3 separate regions of the Mus musculus genome follow, and all the other regions are linked to region 2. A link is a contact called in public HiChIP or PLAC-seq data. All regions are on one chromosome and are shown on one strand. The core of a region is the stretch at or near the end of the contact, and the rest is flanking DNA. Distances in the headings are between cores, read along the strand shown.

Region 1 (4,177 bases), core at 633-3,132, 180 kb before region 2:
AATAACTGGCTAAATGTCTATAATTAGACGCATAAATACCTAATACCCAGCATCTAAACAACCAACTAAGTATCTATAATTAGATTTTGTCAGCCCTGTTTGATGAAATATCTTTTCAGTCATCACCATGGCAATTATGGAAATTAAGGAGCATCACAGAAAACATTTACAATACAGCAGAGGATAAAAAGAGCACAGGAATCAGTTCGGGATGATGGGGACAGCATAAAGATGCTCCTACAAAGAGAGAGGCAGTGGCAGGTGAGAACTGCTTCTCTGAAGGGCTGTCACAATTGCTGATTTGCCATTTGCATTTTCCTTCATGTTACCATGAAAAAAATTTCGACTCCAAAGGCAATATGCAATATCAAAGGTAAGTTGAACCCAAGGCAGCTTGCTCACTATACTACAGTCTGCCCTACCTACGAGTCATGGAGCGAGAACCACCAGAGTGTGAAGAGTTGCATTGACATCTACTATAATGTGTCCCCTTGACATTTTGAGCTTTTCAGACTCAGCCAACCAGACTGTGTGTGTGTGTGAGAGAGAGAGAGAGTGAGTGAGAAAGAGAGAGAGAGAGAGAAGATATTGTGGAAGTCAGAGATGGACTTCAAGTGTCTTTCTTTGATTGCTCCCTACCTTATGTTTTGAGACAGAGTCTGGCACTGAAACCATTGCTCATTGCTTCAGTAAGGCTGTCTAATGGGCCCCAGAGACCCATCTGTCTCTAGCATCCCCTGAGATCTGGGTTACACACACATGCCACAATGCCTGGCTGTTTATATGGGTGCTGATGATTTGAGCTTAGGTCCTCATGCTTGCATGGCAGGTAGTTTAACACTTGAGCTATCTTCTAGGCCCCTGTCTGTAAATCTTAATGACAAAGTACACAACGGCCCCTGTGTGGCAGTCCAGAGCCTCACACAGTCATTCATCTAAACGCCAGTGTAGAATACCTACAGATAATTCCTATTTCCTCATCTTCCCCACTGAGGATGGCATGTTTCCAGAAACAAGATCTTCTCCTGGAAGCTAAGATTCTGGACTTGTTTCCCAATGAATTATTGCTGTGCTCTTTAGCCCCCAAATAGTTACTATTCATCGAGAACTCAGTGCACGGGACTATACAGGTGATCTCAAAGTTTAGGAAAAAAGGAATAGACAGGTGCTGTAGGAAGAGTTTATGAAGAGATGATGGATTCCTGATCCCAGGTTCATGACTCAGTTGGACCCAAGGTCAACAGCTTGTATTTTTTCCTGATTCCCAGGAGCTGCCCTGGCTGTTGGCATAGCATTGGCATCTTCTGGTCCACCGATGTGATCTTGTTGCTCATAGCAACTCTGCACACGCAGAACCCTCAGTTCTCAAATAAGCAGAGCTCAGAGCATCAGCATGGGCTGACAGGTCATTTATCGGTGGCCCCATCCATCCAGGAGCGGAGTGGTAAGAAGATGTGTTAGGAAGGAAAGGAGGCAATGGCAGGGAAAGGAACAGTCCAGATGCCATAGTGCCTGCAGTCACCTGTATTCACTTGCACACACATGCTGGGGTGGGGAAGGGGTTTTTCTAGTTGACCATCTCCTTAGAAGATGAACCGTCTCTGGAAGTCAGAGGTACCTCGCTGTTCCAGTCAGTGGGAAAGAGCTACCTTAGTTATAATCTGTGTGGCTCCTGCTGTCACTAGGAACTCTCAGCAAGGTGACAGACATGTGCCAGGATGCTCTCTGCAGACATACCAGCCCATCCCTCCCAGGCAGGGTGTGCATGGCCCAGCTGGGGAACAAGAAGCATGCAGAGGCGTGAGAGGAAACCCCAGTGTTTGATGAGGTCTTTCACAGCCTCCTCCACTTTCTTGTGAGGCCCAAGGGCAGGAGTGACTCAGCATCCTTTGGCTGAGCCCTTGGAAACCCAGGCAGTGTGTTGTGGGAACCACAAGGGCTCTGAAGTCACACTTGAATCCCAGAACTGCTCCTTTGAAGCCCTAGCAGTCTCCCTGGGCTTCTTCATCTGAAGTAGGGGGCGAGAGAGACTGCCTACCTTCATGGGATGGTCACAATAACTCACCAAACCAATATCTGCTTAGAGCATAGTTGGTACCTTCCAGATTTTTTATGGAGGACTCCGAGGTGGCTCATTTTGACTTCCAAAAAGAGTGAAAACAGCTAGGACATTTTTGATGAAAAAACCAGATGCGCTAGCTAGCTCATCCTGAGATGTGGCTGCAGAGCAGATGAGCTAGCCAATGAGATGCAGGAACGCAGTGTGAGAATGCTACAGGTGTGGGATATGGGTTGTCCCTCAGATCAGTTCAGGGAACAGAGGGATCATCCAAAGCCTGGAAAAATGGTGGTGATCCATATAGTCAAATTGGGTCCTTTTATTAACACACACACACACACACACACACACACACACACACACACACACACACCCTGTGCATGCATATGGTTAATGGTGTAAAAAAAAAGTGTTGGAAAACTTTAACAGACAATTTTTAAAATGTGGAGATGAATGTTTTAACCTAGTGTTTGCTTTTGATTTTGTTCTTTTAAGGCAGGCTCTCTAGCCAAGGCTAGGCTTAAACTCTCAAAGGAGCAGAGAATGAACCTTCAGTTCCCGATTCTCTTGACCACATTCGCTGGGTACTGATATGAGAGGTGGACACTACCCCAGCTGGTTCATGCGATGCTGCTGACCTAGCCCAGAGCCTCCTGCGTGCTTAGCAGACACTGGACCAACTGAGCATGCGCACAGCAACCAGACCTCAAACTTGTATCTTTAAACAAGACACAGGAGTTCTGAGTTAACAGGAAAGATGGATACAAGTGTTAAGTATCCGGTTCCTCTCTTCAAGGCTAATCTGGATCGAGTCATGGACGAGAGAGTGCTTACCACATGTGTCCTAACAGGATTAGTGTTTGAGCCTAGCAAGAGCCCTTTCTACCGTGGGAGGCCGAGTTTTTGTCTGAAATGACTCAGGCTTTTCCTTTACTAAGCCTCTGGCTTTGGGCACAGTTAGTGGAATGCTGCCAGGCACTGCGTGTGCCATGTCCCGGTAGAAGGTTTACAAGCATTCCAAGTTTCTGCCCATCCACTTTCTCACCGATCTGCTGGGAGAGTATACCCTAAACAGAATCTGCCATTGCAGTCTGGGTCCAGGAACTTGACAGATGCGCAGCAAGGACCTGACTCCTTTCACCGTATGAAGCGAGAATACAATTGGTCGGCAGACTTGACAGCGACAAGGAAATGTTTATTGTTATAAACTACTGCTGTTTTATGTTGCCTGTTACTATAGCAAAACCACACTGTGGAGAAACGAATGCCCAGAAGTAGGTATTGTTGCAATCAAAGAGTAGGATACCTGACTTTGGCTTTGGGGCTGAATACCAGACAGCAGGTGATTTTTAGAAGGGCCTGTAAAAATGACAGTGCATGCAATACATTGTGAAGGACTTGATAAAACTCTATCATTTAGAAGTGAGAAGGCAAAACATTAAAATGGCATAAAGTGGTTGAATTTGTGGATTTGAGAGAAGAAGGTTTACAACAGTTGTTGCGAAGGTGAGTTGGTTGTGGCTAGCCTTAATAAGAGACACTTCACAAAGAAGATAGTTCTAAGAACCAGCACTCTTGCAAGCAGAACGGAGAGACAATAGAAAACCGAGACAGGCTGGGTCATACAGGGTTTGGTCGTGTGATCTTCTCACCTTCTTATCCTTGAAGCTTGTAAAATATTCTCAACAAAAATTACGTAGCTTTAGGGCACAGAGTCAAAGTTGTGGCCATTAGTGCTCAACCTAGTGGTCAAAAGCAAATCATTCCATTTGCTAAGACCTCTGATGAGACTAAGGGGCTCTTGGGGAGTCATGTTAAGTGCACTATTATTTTTACAAACATACAACAACAACAACCCACAATAGATAAAAAAAAAATGGGCCCCCCATGGAGCCTGTCAGACACAGTTGCTTATGGGAAGGAGACCTGTCATAAAGCCTGATGCCATTCAGTGACTTGGAATTGCATCTAGAGAGAGTTGGCTTTTCTTCAGGTGGGATGAAGGCTTGACTTGAGTTTCTAAAAATCATCTGCTGTCTGGTGCTTGGGCCCAAAGCCCAAGCTAGGTTATATCTTACACCTTGGTTATAGCAATACCTACTTCTAGGAATTCATTTC
Region 2 (4,425 bases), core at 1,711-4,210:
GTGTGTGTAAACAGTGGTCATTTGGGACCAAGAGCTTCTGTGATAAATGATCAGAGACCCTGAACTACAGCAAAGGCAAAAAGATAAACATGCTTTCCACCAAAATGGTGGGGTAAATTTCTCAGAGACTGTCAACACTTCTCCTTGGAGTCAGGATGCCAATGCTACAAACAACTGCTCCCCTGGAGGGACCATTAATCATACTCACTACCTGCTTGCTGCCCTCGATAAAAGAAAGATGGAGTCAAAGGGAGGAGGGACTTCAGCAGAGCAGCTGCCTGAGTCATCCACTGCTCTGAAAACCTGAATGAGACCCATTCATTCTGTTAGATTTATCTGAACCATTATTTGGGCTGTCAGGGCCATCCCAATTGGAAGGTAGGTGATTCTTTTATGTATGTGTAGCAAATGTACACTCATGGAGCGAGCGCTCTCTCTCTCTCTCTCTCCCTCTCTTCCTCTCTCCCTCTCTCCCTCTCTCCCTCTCTCCCTCTCTCCCTCTCTCCCTCTCTCCCTCTCTCCCTCTCTCCCTCTCTCCCTCTCTCCCTCTCCCTCTCCCTCTCTCTCTCTCTCTCTCTCTCTCTCTCTCTCTCTCTCTCTCTCTCTGTGTGTGTGTGTGTGTGTGTGTGCTTTCTGGCATGCACAGTCCACAGATTTCCTCTTCAACCAGACATCCTTCCAGAACTGTCTTAGTTAGGATTTCCATTGCTATGAAGAGATACCATGACCAAGGCAACTCTTATAAGGAACAGCATTTAATCAGGTCTGAAGATTCAGCCCATTATCATCATGGCAAGAAGAATGGTACTGGAGGAGCTGAGAGTTCTACATCTTGTTCTGAAGGCAAACAGGAGAAGACTGGCTTCCAGGAAGCCAGGAGGAGGGTCTCAAAGCCCACCCCCACAGTGACACACTTCCTCCAACAAGGCCACACCCACTCCATTAAGGCCACACCTTCTAGTAGTGCCATTCCCTGGGCTATGCATATTCAAATCACTCCATACCTCGGTAGTTTCTATATACACAACCCCATTGCTAAAGAGATCTTCAAGCCCAGGAAGAATCCAGGGTAGTTAATTAGTCCAATACTATCATTACTAACAGCAGAGACAAGAGAGTCGGTGCAGAGGCTGGGCCACACATCAGTGGACAGAGGCCTATTTTGTGTCTTTGTTGCTACCTACTAGGCTCAGACATGCAGCTTCACTTGAAATCCTGGATGTCTGGTGTGTTTTCCATTCCTCTGGCGTTGTGATGCAAACTTCAAGGCCTGTTTTTTTTTTTTTGTTTGGTTTTTTTTTGTTTTTTTTTTGTTTTTTTTTGTTTTGTTTTGTTTTTTTGGTTTTTTTTATTTGGTGTTGGGCTCACTACTCACATCTGTTGGTCTGCTTTGCCACTTCTGAGTTTCTATGTCTGGCTTGGTTTATTTAATTCTAGCTGCCCGAGGCTGCTTAAAATAATGAGGTCAAAGGGATAAATTTAACCTCAAATCAGATCTTTGGGGCTATTGGATACAGCTTATTTGTCTTGATGATTCAGGCAACCAGTGAAGAATGGAGGGTCTGGACCCTTCTGTCTAAAGGCTCAGTTACTATGTGCCTCATACACCAGAGACCATTCTTCATAGCTGCATTGGGGTTACACACTGTGCAAACCAAGCATTTGGCATCAAATCCTTATTCTCTGCATCCACTCATCCAGTTACCAAAGACTCTACTGAGTCTTTGCTATGTCCTTGTGACACAGTGGTGACAAGGACCAAGTCCTCAGCACTGAGGAGCTCAGGGTCTATGGGCCTCAAACTGAACTGTGTTTCACCGTGTCACCTGCTGCTGGAGGGTCTGTCTGGCATATAGGATCTGTTTCAAAGGATGCCAACAGCAACTCTGAGCTCAGGACATTGGCACTGGCTTTGCTTGGAGTTTTGCCCTTTGTGGCAAGTATACCCTCTACTGGGCAGAAGCACGGAGGGAGTTGGGATGGAGACTGCTCTTCGTCAGCTGAAATGGGACTTTTGATGACACCTCCTTTGACTTCAGAAAGGGCAGAGGTCACACTCTCCGGGCTAGAAGGTGAATGGCAAGAGGGATTTTTCTGCCTTAGTTTTCAAAGTTTCCTTGGGACTACATGACCCGTGGTCGGCTCTTATTGTCTAAAGAGGTGATGACAGAGACAGCCTGGGTGTATCCTTCCCCCACCCTCTATCCTTTCTCTGCTGGAGCCATCTGGAATCTTGGGAAGTTCCAGAGAAAGGATGACTCATGGCACTGAGAATTCATTGTAAGAGAAACAGATGTTAGTAACAGAGGATCTGGCCCTTTCTGGCCTCAGGAGGGTGAAGAAGAAAACTACTTCTTTCTAGTTTACCGGGGATAGTGCCCTCCTATTTCTGTCCCAAGTATATGTAGCCTTTTCTCTCTTTTATTATTATTTTTTCTTTAAATTTATCTGGTTTATTTAGTGCTTCCACTATGTGCACAGGAGCAGGACCATTGACCAAGACATGGTCATATTACCAAGGGCCACATTCCTGAAAACACGGGCTCTCCCCACCCCCAGCAGTCATCAATGGCCACTAGTTAAGGGTGGGGCTTGGCAAAGCCCTCCCGCCTGGTGCTGTCTTGCAATGTTGATTGCTTTGTTCTTATGCAGGTCTGGAGCAGGCAGCCACGGCCATTGCCTGTTCCCATGTGTGGCAAGTCTGACAATGACCAGAAAACTGTTTGTTTGTTTGTTTGTTTGTTTTGTTCTGTTTTGTTTTGCAATCTTCCAATTCCTCATGCTTCAGTCTTTCTGTCTTCTTCTCCATGGGGCTTCCGGAGACTTGGGGGAAAGGCTACGATAAAGATGTCCTATTTCATGCTGAGCATTGAGTCTTGCTTTGACAGATGACATACTTGGCGTGTACGTCCAAGACCTTATCCAAAGCGATGAGGCTGAACCACTCCGGACTTTCACCTTTCCATTTGTAGGAAAGCACATGTCACCATAAGCACTCGTAAAGTGTGCACTCCCTTTCCCGTTGTCTGCACCATGAGAAGGGGAGGAGGTGGTCAGCGTTCGGTGCTCTTACACAGCCCTCCAAATGCACAAACACTTCCAGCCTTCACGGGGCTTTGTGCCTTTTGTGGAACTCCAAGTTATTATATCAAGGAATTACCTGAATACTTTTGAAAATGTGTGGATATTGTCACTCTGCCCAGAAAGCCTCATTCCATTTTATCAGAGGAAGGTGACCTTTGTCCTGGACAGGCCCACAGCTTCTGTGAATGAACATGGGAAAGGTTGGGGTTTTATGGCATGGTCCAGAATGGGTCTGTGGGATGAGGTTCCTTATTTTACACTTGGCTATTCTGGGACTCAACTTCCTCTGCCTGCTGGGTCTGCTGTGGCTTGAGAGTCTTTCTGGGGTTCTCTGGGTTCATCACAGATGATGGATAGACTGGGGTGTGGACACACACCTGCTCTGATCTGGTGCTTCTCTGCTGGTCAGGGCACTTCCATGCTCATCAACTTGGTAAGAATTTGTCTGTGGCCCTCTGTGGGGACCTGGGAGATTGCTTTACCTAGGTGTCCTGGAGGAGAAGGCAACGGTGGGAAAAGCAGGCCACCATAGTCATGATCTGAACCAATACATGTTCATTCATTTTACCTTGTGTTACAAATGGACCTTAATACAACTGTCCTTGATAATAGCCCGTGCAGATGATCTGTGGCCTCTTTCTTGAATAATTCCCACCAGCGGGAGCCACTGTGTGTGATGGGCAGATGGGTGGGAGCTCACTCTGATTTCCTGTGGATGTGACTGTCAGGACAGAAGTGAAATCTACAGGGACAACAGCCCACTCATGTCCTAGTGTGTGCAGGTGGGCGGTGCTTTTATTTAGCCATAACTTCCCCAGTTACAGCTTAAACTTCACAGTCCCATACCTCAGGGAATGAAAGAGCAGGAGATAAACACTTGGAAGAGCCTCTTATGTCACCTGTCACACAGTAGGTGCACAGTACATGGTAACAAGCATGTCACAGAGGCCTGGGCTCCTCATGTTCCAGGAGGGTGACAGCATGCTAGTTAGCTCGAAGACAGCGTGGTCCCTGGCAGTGACCTTTGGTTACAAGGATCCTGTGGGAAACCAGAATATCAGGTCTCACTCAGAGCTCCGGAGGGAGGACTCACTTTTGGCAAACTCGGCAGGGGATTCCACCTTCTGCTGTGATCCACACATTGAGGTTTGAGAGTCCCTGTGACAGAGGCAATCCCTGGGGCTGTATAGCCCAGGTCTCTCCACCAACCTGACAGAAAAGGCAGAATAGGAAGGCAGGGCTGACACCTTGGACTGGGGAGAGAAGAGGAGACAGTGACATAGAACGTGCCATTTCCTGTCACGGGACTCTTTCTCTGTGTTTGTCATTCCGACTAGAGTA
Region 3 (4,171 bases), core at 408-2,907, 130 kb before region 2:
CACAGATATCTTCCTGCCTCTCCCTCCTTAGTGCTGTGATTAAAGGTGTGAGAGCCACCAAAACGTCTTTAACTGACTCAATTAAACCATTACCCTTTTTGTTTGTCTTGTTTTCTATTTTATAAAACCTGATTGTGCAGTTCTCAGAGGTGGACTTTGTAAATGTCAGCATGATGTTGCAGTATCCAAAGGTCTGTTGCCTCGTAGATGTTTCCAGCAAGGACTTGAGTTGCCTGGTATGCACATAGCACTGTCAAAAACCCTGTACATGTTGGACAAAGGCTAGAATAGGCAAATGTCCTCCAAATAGTCGCATTTCATCTGGAACCCTTCCTATCCTTGTCAACACCAGGGTCAAGCTTATGCAACTGTGATGTTCTGAGGGGCTGTGAAGCACTTCACTTTTTACATCACTTAAGAACAGCTTCCTCTGTGAACATTATACATAGGGTACCCAGTATCTTAATTTCTAATTACTTTTATCCTATACCAGTAACCCTTTTGGCACCTAGAAAGACTCAATGCTGTGCATCTGAGCTTGCCCACTCATCAGGATACACATATTAGTAACATATATACAAAATGCAGCTGTGAGGGATAATGGTCAGTATTGCTTTACTAAAGCATGCTGGTTGAAAGCCATGTGTAGCTCTCCCTGCTCCTCCCAGAACCAGCACAAATATGATGGGTACTTCAAAGACAGGGGATTTCATCACTTTCTGACAGACAGTATGGCATCTACAAATCATGCTATTTCCCCCCTTTTCAATGCACTTTGTATACCTCTAAACATCTGTAAAGATGAGATGTTTCAAATTAGGACTTAGGTTTGTCTACTGGATATACAATACTGTTGGATTTAACACCCACAGACCCACAGACCCATAGACCCACACACACACACCCCAATGGGCATATCTGTAGGTGTCTTCCAGTGAAAATGCTCTGGCCTATCACCCATCAGTTCTCCATTTCCTCATCATCTCTGTCATATGTGATATGTCCACAGACCCCCCTCCCCCCACCCCAATGGGCACATCTGTAGGTGTCTTCCAGTGAAAATGCTCTGGTCTATCACCCATCAGTTCTCCATTTCCTCATCATCTCTGTCATATGTGATATGTGCACTTACTTAGCTGACGATGTTGCAGTTTCCTTTCCAAAGTTCCCACTTTAGAAGAGGGCCTTCCTACAAATTTGAACACAAAGCATAGAAAAGATGCTAACTTTCTAACTTGACTTTTGCCACACACCAGCTTCCTCTTTAATAGCTAGAGTCTACATATAATAAATATGAGGACTCATTTTTCTAGGATGTGTACAATACATCCAGATGACTAAGCTTTCCTGATACATCGTAGCAAAATCATTTACAGTCTCTGTGCCTCCCTCTTCCTCAGCCCAATACGAAGCACAGACAGCCCCCTTTGCTCTCAGAGGCAGTCTAACAAATCCATTCCCACACACTGGATTTCCGGAGCTTAAAAATCTGTTTACACAAGGGATCATTCTGCTGCTTCTACTTTCAGACGCATTAATCATGTTTAAATGTCTGGAAAGACAGGCGATTTCATGTAAAAACCTTTTCCCTATATACACAGCGGCGGTGAATTAAACCACATGTGTAGCAACTGTTGCAATGTCAGATGTCTGCCAAATGTGACCACTCCTTCCCCTGCTTCCTGCTTTCTCTCAGTCTTCAAATCAGTGGACAAGCACAGGCCTACCACATGCTCAGAAATGATTCAACAATGTTGCATCAAAATACCATTTGCAGAAACAAGCATTCCTATGAATTTCAACATGAAGTGTATAAAATGCGCTAGCTTCACTAGCGGCTTTATCTCCTGGCAACTGCTTTAACAAGGCATGGACCTATTTGTCCACTGTATTTACTTACACGCACGGCAAGGCAAAATGTGCTAAACATCCAGGGAGCCAGCATCCGAGGGTCCAAGAGTAAGCCCAGCAGGACTTTGCTTTTGCCATGCTGTCCCCCATAGCTGAATGAGCAGGAGAGGACCACTCAGCTCCTGGGCAATGTTTCATAGTGCCATTTCCCAAAGACAGTATTTCATATGGACTTTAGCAAAAAAAATTGCTACCAAAGTGACATTTTACTGCCTCTCCATCCAGCAAGGACTCAGTCGGCACAGCATGTACATGGCAGTTGGAAGTAAAATGCGCATGTGTAATGACGGTAATAAATTGAAAATGTCATAAAATATGTGTATCCTGAGCCGGAATCCTTCTGTTCTCTACCACCCCAGTGGGCTAAAATGTTCAAAATGTTCAGAAATCAGTCTTTCCTTAGAATGCTAATGCCACGTATATAAAATGTATTAATTTACTGTTTTTGTTGTGTGTAGACTCTTTAGTAAGCAAAGTGAGCAGCTGCTTTCAGTGGGGGATTCCTGTGCCCTTTATAAACACTATATATACAGTGAAGTAAGAAAAAAATGGGCCAGGGGTTCATGAGTGCTTAGTGCTCTGCTGTGCCTTCTCCTGGGAGCCAGAGCCCAGGCAAAATAAGCCAGGACAGGTTTGACTACTCCCTCCCTGAAAAATGACATTTCATAGAAATTTTTAAAAAAAGGAACACACACACACACACACACACACACACACACACACACACACACAGGATTTCTTTTACTATTTCTTCTTGTATAATATGTAAGGCATCCATCTCAGAACATCTAGAAAATCTAAACATGTTAAAAAAGCATTTAACATTGTCAACTCTATAGACAATAAAAAGGAATAAAATGCACACACACACACACACCAGTTGTATTAAAGATATCTCCATGTGGTCAGCTTGGCAAGGGACCTCCTCATCTGCATTCTGGTCTTGGTGCTCCAAAACACTGCACAAGGTGGAGTGTCTCTAGAGGCGATCCAATGACACCATTATAAAAACTCACTTCTAGCAGACATTTTTATGAGTTTAAAAACAACAGAGAGACTTCTTTTCTAGTTCTACTCTATCTTTTGTTGGCAATCTCTACATATCTGCAGTGTCCAGATATTTGAGTTGGCTTCTCTCCTGCTGTGATAAAATACTGAGGGCAGAAAGGGCTTATTTCCTATTACACTTTCAGGTAACAGTCCATCATTAAGGGAATCCAGGGGAAGAATTCAAGGCAGAAACCTTGAGGCAGAAACTGAAGCAGAGGCCAAGGAAGAACAGTGCTTAATGGCTTGGTCTCCAGTGTTTTCTTAGCTAGCTCTTTTTTTAAAAAAAAAAAAAAAAAAACAGAACCCATGACCTCCTACCTAGGGGTGTCATGATCCCCAGTGGTATGGGCCTCTCACTTCAATAATTAATCAAGAAAACGGCCCTAGAAACCTACCTACAGGTCAATTTGATAGATGCAATCCCTCAATTAAGATCCCTCTTTCTCAGATACCCCTAGTTCGTGTCAAGTTAACATAAATTAACCAACACACCAGAATTGGCAAAACATTTTAAAGCTTGACAGATCTTCCTTAGCAATGTCCAATTGGTCACATGTGGTATGTCTTGTCATTGTTTCTCTGAAGTGGAAAGGAGGCCAGCTACTTGATGGCCACTCACTACTCTTCCTGGGAGTCATCCTGGCTCTCTTGCTTTCCTGGGGGCCATTAAGGCCTTTCTTTGTTTGTCAATGAAGGGAAGAGGTGAGGTCAGAGTCTTGTCCACAGGGCAGTCATCTTACAGCAGTGCTGAGCTGTACAGATCTGACTTCTCTGATTCTGAAAGCCTCTCGGAGGTGATGTGATATCTGCTGGTTACCATTACTTTCCTATGCCATGTATGCTCCCACTTAAAGCCTCCAGATTCTTGAAGGAATGGCTAAGTATTCTCCTAGGTATTAGATCATGGGTGACCTGTCCCTATTAGTTCTTGGTAGTGGGTCAGGGGAGGAGTTTGCTGCTGCCTGGAGTTGGGCAGGTTCCATTGCTGGTAGGAAGCTCTCCATATCACTAGGCTATGGCTGGCAACACCAATACCTTGGAGTTCCTGCTACAAGCCAGGGTTCACTTTTACAGCTTTACTCAATAGCCTCTCAGGATCTCCTTGAAGGAATTCTGTCACCACCACACTCAAACTCGCCCCAGCAGCTCTCTAAACTGTGGAGGAAGAGGCCATGCCCCTGAATGGGGATGTTATATTATAAAAGCTGGC

Evidence for each region. HiChIP or PLAC-seq counts read pairs in DNA pulled down with a chosen protein or histone mark.
Region 1: a contact with region 2 is called in a CTCF HiChIP or PLAC-seq map of the NIH/3T3 cell line, with 7 read pairs. The contact joins two enhancer-like sites. A contact is called at or near these places in 1 of 39 promoter capture datasets (embryonic stem cells), 1 of 15 datasets of contacts at CTCF or cohesin (the NIH/3T3 cell line), 4 of 484 Hi-C or Micro-C datasets (bone marrow-derived macrophages, embryonic stem cells, female germline stem cells and 1 more), 6 of 115 datasets of contacts at active chromatin or transcription factors (the 3134 cell line, the HPC-7 cell line, acute myeloid leukemia and 3 more) and 2 of 9 other capture datasets (embryonic stem cells and macrophages).
Region 3: an H3K27ac HiChIP or PLAC-seq map of embryonic fibroblasts shows a contact between it and region 2, with 15 read pairs. The contact joins two enhancer-like sites. A contact is called at or near these places in 1 of 15 datasets of contacts at CTCF or cohesin (the NIH/3T3 cell line), 1 of 484 Hi-C or Micro-C datasets (uterus) and 2 of 115 datasets of contacts at active chromatin or transcription factors (bone marrow-derived macrophages and embryonic fibroblasts).

The regions. Positions count from the first base shown.
Region 1 is chr11:82,192,831-82,197,007 of GRCm38.p6, reverse strand. No RefSeq gene overlaps it. Among named protein-coding and RNA genes, the nearest start is that of Ccl1, 15 kb to the right of the region's middle. Within about 2 kb of position 1,882, at least 37 of the 459 cell types and tissues checked have an H3K27ac peak or open chromatin away from gene starts, as enhancers often do. A contact at or near this core is called in the NIH/3T3 cell line and female germline stem cells, where this site is marked.
Region 2 is chr11:82,009,751-82,014,175 of GRCm38.p6, reverse strand. No RefSeq gene overlaps it. Among named protein-coding and RNA genes, the nearest start is that of Ccl2, 24 kb to the left of the region's middle. Within about 2 kb of position 2,960, at least 62 of the 459 cell types and tissues checked have an H3K27ac peak or open chromatin away from gene starts, as enhancers often do. A contact at or near this core is called in the NIH/3T3 cell line, embryonic fibroblasts, female germline stem cells and 1 more, where this site is marked.
Region 3 is chr11:82,137,142-82,141,312 of GRCm38.p6, reverse strand. No RefSeq gene overlaps it. Among named protein-coding and RNA genes, the nearest start is that of Ccl8, 24 kb to the right of the region's middle. Within about 2 kb of position 1,657, at least 59 of the 459 cell types and tissues checked have an H3K27ac peak or open chromatin away from gene starts, as enhancers often do. A contact at or near this core is called in the NIH/3T3 cell line, embryonic fibroblasts and uterus, where this site is marked.